Regions from separate parts of the Macaca mulatta genome. Here region 2 is linked to region 1. A link is a contact called in public Hi-C data. All regions are on one chromosome and are shown on one strand. The core of a region is the stretch at or near the end of the contact, and the rest is flanking DNA. Distances in the headings are between cores, read along the strand shown. Region 1 holds the start of ZNF800 (zinc finger protein 800). Region 2 holds the start of GCC1 (GRIP and coiled-coil domain containing 1).

Region 1 (3,392 bases), core at 374-2,873:
CAGCCATCCGTTTTCCCTCCACGGACCCGCACCTCCCTCTCGAAAAGAAAACAGAAAGACGCACAAACCCTCCTGCAGCCCAAACTCCCCACACAGGTTCATCGCCCTACCCGGAAACGCAGCTTCGGGTGCGCAACGCAGGGCGAAGGCCTGGCCAGCTGCGCGGGCGGCTGCGGCCTCGCCGTCCCGGGCGGGCGCGCGGAGAGGGAGCGCGGAGCGCGGCGGGCACCGCCGGGCTCTGAGACTACGGAGGTGCCGCTCCCGCCGACTGCGGGCTCACGCCGCGCCCTCCCGCTACGCACGTGCGTTGGGGTCTCCCTGGCGGAGACCCCGTTCCCACAACCAAGTGCGCCCAACTTACTCAACTCCTAGGGCGGGCCGGCGGGCGGAAGGAAGGAAGGCAGGCCGGGCAGCCGCGGGGACAGCCTGGCGTGGGAGGCTGCTGCGGGCCCCACCTGGCGCAGCCTCCGCTGACCACGCGAGGGAACCGGGACTCGGGCCCGACGCGTTCCCAAAGAGTCCCCGCCGGCGCTGACGCGGAAGCGCCACAGCTCACCACGTCCCTCCGCGGGCCGAGGCGACTGCGGCGGCGGCTTACGGCGTCCTCCGCGCTGTGTGGCTAGGCGGGTGGCGCGCGGGCGGAGGCAGTTGACAGGAGGAACCGCCCGGCAGCAGCCGCCGCCGCCACCGAAGGAGCCGGAACCGGAGCGGGTAGGACCTGAGGCTCCCCTCGCCGGGGCAACGGCTGCCGCCGCAGCCCGGGTCCTTCCAGCGCCGCTCCACCTGCAACGGTCCCTCAGGCTTTAGGAGAGGGGCGGGGAAGAATGGGGGTCTCCCCCCACCTTGGGCCTTTTCGGTGGTAGTTGTTGTTTCAGGAAACTTTATTAAGTCAGTCTCTCTTTTTCTCTGTCGTTCCCTCCTCCGGAGAGCCCGAGCTACCGCCGCGGAGCGCGTAGGAAGGGGGAAGCAGAGACTCTCCGGCAGCGACAGGGAGCGACTGACTGACCCCGGACGGAGATGGGGCGAGGGCAGGAAGTGACAAGCTCACCGAGTGGGTGGGGGGAGTGTGGCCGGCACGCCCGGGAGCGCCGCGCGCATGCGCCCGGTCGGCGCCCCCGCTTGTTGGGGAGGCGACGCGCTGTACCCGCTGCGGCGGATGGGGAGGCGACCGGGTCCGCGGGCGCGAGGGCCGTGTCCAAGGGGAGGGAACCGGGGCAGGGGACACCAGGGCCGCGGCCGGAGTTTCGGGCCGACCGAGAGCCGAAGCCCAGGGTGAGGTGTGAGGTCTGCGGTGCGGCGTGCGCGCCCACGGAGACGGGTTGCTCCGCCACCAAACTGTTGCTCTCGGCGTTCTCTGTACAGTGGAACTGAAACTCGGGGAGGGTTAGGAGAGGGCTTAGGAAGCGGTGAGCAGATGTATGAGCCGTAAGTAGTGATGATCCCCAAAAGGCTGTCAGTGCATTGCTAAATGGCAAAAGTTGAACTTACTTTTTTCTTGCCAACAATTTTCGAAGCGTGCCTCCCGGAACTTGGGGGTTGTTTTATCAGGCCCAAGGGAGAGAAAGCATCTATTGGTAGCAGATGGGTATTTATCCCGGCAGCTCCGCTTCTCAAACCTGAAAGTGGAGTTGGGTCACGTGAGCTCACGCCCTTTCCCTCCTCTTCTGCGCCCGCATCCTGCTTGGAAAATCCCCGAAGATCCCAGACATCTGTCAAATTCTGCCAACCGAGGACCGCTTCTTGGGGGCGAGGGAACCGCCCCCGTCGTTTTCCTCCCAGCTCCTGGAACGTAATTCTTGCTCTTGGTGACATCAAGCAAATATGTGTCCACTGTCAGGAAATTTTAAGAGAATAAAGCCCATTCGCCTTATCTCCGATCCTCCCCAAGATCCACTGAAAACCTTTCCAGTTGGTCCAACTTAAGCTGCCATTGTGCGGGGTCCTGGAAAAACTGAAGTTTAGTAGATAGACTTTGTTTAGAAGAGAAAAAGTTTAGTTTTCAAAATCCAAAGGAAAGTTTGTAAATTAATACATTTGTTACTTTAAAAACCAGGCGCAGTGGCTGGTGCTTGTAATCCCAGCACTTCGGGAGGTCAAAGCGGGAGGATCGCTTAAGCCCAGGAGTTAAAGACTAGCCTGGCAACATGGCAAAACCCCCTCTCAACCAAAAAAAAAAAAAAAATAGCCGGGCAGGATGGCGCATGCCTGTGGTCCCAGCTACATAAGAGGCTGAGGCAGAGGGTGGGGGACGGTGGTGGATGGCTTGGGTCCAGGAGGTGAAGCGTTTGCATTAGGTCTCCGGGGATTGCAGCAGCTTGATTATAGGGGATGACAAGAAAAGGATAGAAAGATGATCTTAAACACACACTAACCAGTCCCATAAGCGGTATGATCATATATATCGGTCCAAGAGTCGAGAGGCATCACTTAACGTGAAACTAAAACATGAAATGCCACAGTTTATAAATTAATGTAAAATAAGTTATGATACTTCTGAGATAGTGTTTGTTATGCAACCAATAAAAATCACATTTTGTATAAAATTTAGTTGTATGGGATATGCTTAAGCAACAAAGGAAGTATTTTGAAGTGTGATACTTTAACAGTGGGCTGTAACGGTGCAATTATGAACGATTTTTATTTTCTTTATTCTGTATACTTTGCAAAATTTGTAAATTAAGCATATAAAACTAATAAGCAGAAAAATTGATTTTGAAATGCAATAAGAAGGCTGTAATATGAAAAATGATATACAATAATAAAGCGCAATGTCACTCCAAAAAATGCAGTGAAAAAAGACTGAAAGAAACATAAAAATATCTATATTGGAGATCTTTGGTAAAATGTGAGGTAAAATATTTTCTGCATTTTCAGAGGATCTTTTCCTACTTTTATGTAATAAACATATTTATCATAGGCTTAAAAATGAATATGCAAGTCTAAATTGCCCTAACCCTGAAAAAGCTTTGCTTCAGATATATCAGTTGTTTGCTGACCAGGTGTGAGAAAAAAAATTAAAAAACAACAGTATGTTTTGTGAGCAAATGTAGTGTTATTTATATTCTAATGCAAAGTGGTCAGTACTAGAGAGTCCTCAAAATTGCTTGCTAACAGAGTAAGTTTAGACAATCTTTGAATGATTAGAATTAGAGTCAAGATTAAATGTGCGTGTGGGTAAAACAAATATTAAACATATCTATAAAAATGAAATAATCCGCGTGAACCCGGGAGGCGGAGGTTGCAGTGAGCCAAGATCGCGCCACCGCATTCCAGCCTGGCAACAGAGTGAGACTCCGTCTCAAACAAAAAAAAAAGAAAGAAAGAAAAGAAAGAATCAAAAATTGAGACCCAGAGAGATTAAGTAATGTGCCAGTCAGTAGGAACTTGGGGTC
Region 2 (3,392 bases), core at 512-3,011, 190 kb after region 1:
TGGACACATTACCTTTTACTGTACAGATGCTGCTATACTGCTTCATAGACCACAGCTGGTAAGATGCCAATGCCCAGAAGTGCAGAGCTGTCTGGCTTCAACCCAGCCTCCACTGAGAAGCTCCACATCCTCCTGGAAGCACACACGTCAACACCACATAGAACAGGACTTCCCAGGTTCTCTAGTGGAACTTCTCAGGCAGCATCAAAAATGACACTGTAGACACTTAGCTCTAACTAGCAAAGGAGGAAAAAAACCCTAATAGTTCTCACTTCAGGTCAATGACTGATGTTTGAAAAAGATGTGGATAATTACCTTTCTCATTTCCTGCTGTAACTGAGCCTGGAAATGGCTCTTAAGGCGGGCAGCCTCTTCCTGAAGTTCTTGCAGCCGGGGGTCTGGCTGATTCTTCTCATCTCGAATGACCTGCAGTTCACTTTTCAGCTCCTCCACCTCACGGGTCAGCTGCTTGGTCTGCAGTTCAAATCCTTCCATCTGTTCAGCTGCATATGCTCGTCCTGCCAGGGCTTCTCGGGTCTCTTCTAACCTAAGCTCCAAGTCCTGGCGCTGGGTCCTCTCCTCCTGCAGCAGCTTCTGGAGCTCACGCAGCATCAAGGCATGGTCACTCTGCTCTTGGGCCCGATCATGCTGCTGTGTGATAAGTCGGGCTTTGGTTTCTGCTATTTGCTCCTGCAGCCCCTTCAATTCTCCCTCCAGGCGGGCCCTCTCCTCCTCCGCCTTGTTACTGGCATCCTCTAAGTCCTGTTTCATCTTCTTCTTGTCAGCCACGTAAGAAGCCTCCATGCGGGACTTCTCCTGAGTGACTGTGGCCAAAGAACTAGTCAAAGTAGCCAACTGAGTCTTCAGTTGGTGCAGTCTTTTGTCCACCTCCCCAACTGCAAATGGCCCATCCCCACTGCTACTGCTAACGCCACTTTCGGACCCACTGGCCTCTTCGGACTTTGGAGGTGGTGGTCCCCGGGCCGGTCTGTCATCTTCTACCCCAAACTCACCCTTGGTGCTGGTGAGACTGGCCGCAGTATCCAAGCTAGTGGCGGTCCCAGTGCTATCCTCGCTGTGAGTGGAGCACCGGTCATCCACAGAGTCAGGAAATGTGAGGCCTGGAAGCTGGACACCTACGAGGCCCACATCTGCCTCGTGGGATACCGACAGCACCTTGATGCTGGCCTCTAGCGCCTCTTTCTCCTTCAGTAGGCTTTTATAGGCACGGACCACATCCTTGAGCCGTGCCTGATACTGGAGAAGCTGCTTCTTCTGCGTCTCTATAGTCTCCAGCAAGTCTTTCTTGCTCGGGCCGCCTCCGAAATTCATCCCAAACTTCTCCATGGAGGTTCTGAACGGATTGCCCCACGTCAGCTTTCCGGCAGAACGGGAGAGGGCCGCGAAGACGCAGGGGTGGGCTTAAAGAAACAGCTAGCGGGCTCTCCGGCGGCGGGCCGCACACCTACTCCACCCAGTTATCCCGGACCTAATGCGGATCGGCGGGAAGGACTGGAGAAAGCGGCCGCCGGGTCCCAGGCCCAGAGGGCTGGGGCGGATTCTATCCCGGAGGCGGAGCGACACTGGCACCAGAGGCGCGCGCACTGCCAGGGCTCGTCAGCGCTGGCCGAAATGCCGCTCCGCACTCTCCGCTCGTCTGGGTCACAACAGCCCGGGCCGGCCCCCTCGGCCCACGTCGGCCAGAGGCTTACGCTGACCCATCACGACTTCCTAACTACATCTGCCGACAACGGCGCTTCCGTGTCCGCTGGAAGTGACGTCAGCGATGCGCCGCAGGCTCCGCCCCCAGTGGGCGCGAGGTAGGCGGGGCCACATCGGCCCGCTGAGAATGTGCAGTGGGGCCGCGAGCGGCAAACAACAGGTTTGGGAAGGGTGAAGCCAGCAAAGTCGAAGACACCAGAGTGGTACTGGTTTTGTGAGGGCGCCCAAGCTTGACCTCGGGCTACGATCAGCGAGCGACAGAGGGCAACGTCGCACTGCATTCTTAACAAACACCCAGGTGAACCACACATCCAACGATTTGGGAGCTCAGGACCCATATCCCTAAAAGGCAACAATTAAGACTCCCATTTAGACCACGAAAACTGCACTCCTCTCTAGCACAGTGCTTGGTACCTAGTAGGCATACAGCGTAATAGTACCCTTCCTTAGTTCTGCCGAGTTGATTCAACAAATATTTATGGAGGGCACTCTATAGCCATGTCTATTCTGAGTGCCAGCTATATACCAGGAGCTCACAAGAGTTTTGCTATTTAGTCTTTACAATAATTCTTGTAAGCACTATACTCATTAGCAATATTTTACAGATATGAAAACATGAGGCAGAAAGGTTATACGTAACATGCCCAAGGTCACACAGCTAGTAAGTTTAGGAGTTCTATCCTAATCAGTCTGATTCTCAACATATCACGTGCTGTGCTAGATGGTAACACCATTAAGAGACACAACCTTGCCCTCAGGGAGCTCACAATCTAGTGAGGAACCAGATATACAAATATGTCCTGCTATCACACCAGTATGTCTGAGTATATTCAAAGTGGCATGAAAGTTAAGAGGAAAGAGGCCTGTCTAGGTGAGGCATAGAAGGCTCTTGGGAATAATACTTCGGGATTTTAAGAATGAGTCCTGATTGTCCACCTAACCAGAGATCAGGGAAACTAGCATTCCAGGTAGGTGCAAAAAATGCAAAGACCTGTAGGGTATCAGAGTTTGACTCACCTAGAAAGCATTCAGTAGCTTAGGGTATGTGAAGGAGATGACAACAGAGGGGCTGGCACAATAGGTAGGGGCTCAACTTACAGCATTTAAATTTTATCTTGGGTTATAGTAAGGCCCTAAATGGATTTTAATCTGAACAGTGGGATGTCATCAAGACTTGTATGACATGTTGGAGGGAACAAGGGGCAAGGAGACCTCTGAGGAGACTCAGTCATGGGGGAAGAGAAGGTAGTGATAACAGAGATGGAAACAAAGAGGCTGATAAAAGAGCTAAATGTAGAATTGATCTAACTTGGTGAACACTAGTTCTGTTATTATATTGGAACTCTCTAAAATGTACTCTTCAGCCTCATAAAAGCCTTCTTAGTGATGCAAATCTATGACTGAAGGAAAAAGGAAAGTCATGCACTCACTCCTATCTGTTTCCCGAAGTCTGTCCTTGGTATAGACTTTGCAGGTCAGGATGGGGCAGGACCTGGAGGTCTGTTCAGACCCCGTTTCTCAGTGGCCCAAATAACATCAAGCTGTATTATACATAACACTCAGTCACATTATCTCATCATTTTAATATTCACCATAACCCCTTAAGTTAGAACAAGTCTCCTTTTATAGATGACGAAATAACAGAAGAGTTATGAGGAGTGTTGAAGCCA

What was found. Hi-C and Micro-C count contacts between places; a contact is called where the count stands out from the background.
Region 2: a Hi-C map of fetal cortex germinal zone shows a contact between it and region 1, with 3 times the contacts expected there. The contact joins the promoter of GCC1 here to the promoter of ZNF800 in region 1. A contact is called at or near these places in 3 of 14 Hi-C or Micro-C datasets (blood, cortical neurons and fetal cortex germinal zone).

The regions. Positions count from the first base shown.
Region 1 is chr3:167,240,675-167,244,066 of T2T-MMU8v2.0, forward strand. It overlaps ZNF800 (zinc finger protein 800), which reads right to left and starts at 1,624. Exons shown (of 6, transcript XM_015134845.3): 1 at 1,489-1,624.
Region 2 is chr3:167,435,252-167,438,643 of T2T-MMU8v2.0, forward strand. It overlaps GCC1 (GRIP and coiled-coil domain containing 1), which reads right to left and starts at 1,762. Exons shown (of 2, transcript NM_001265763.1): 1 at 316-1,762. The coding sequence starts at 1,347.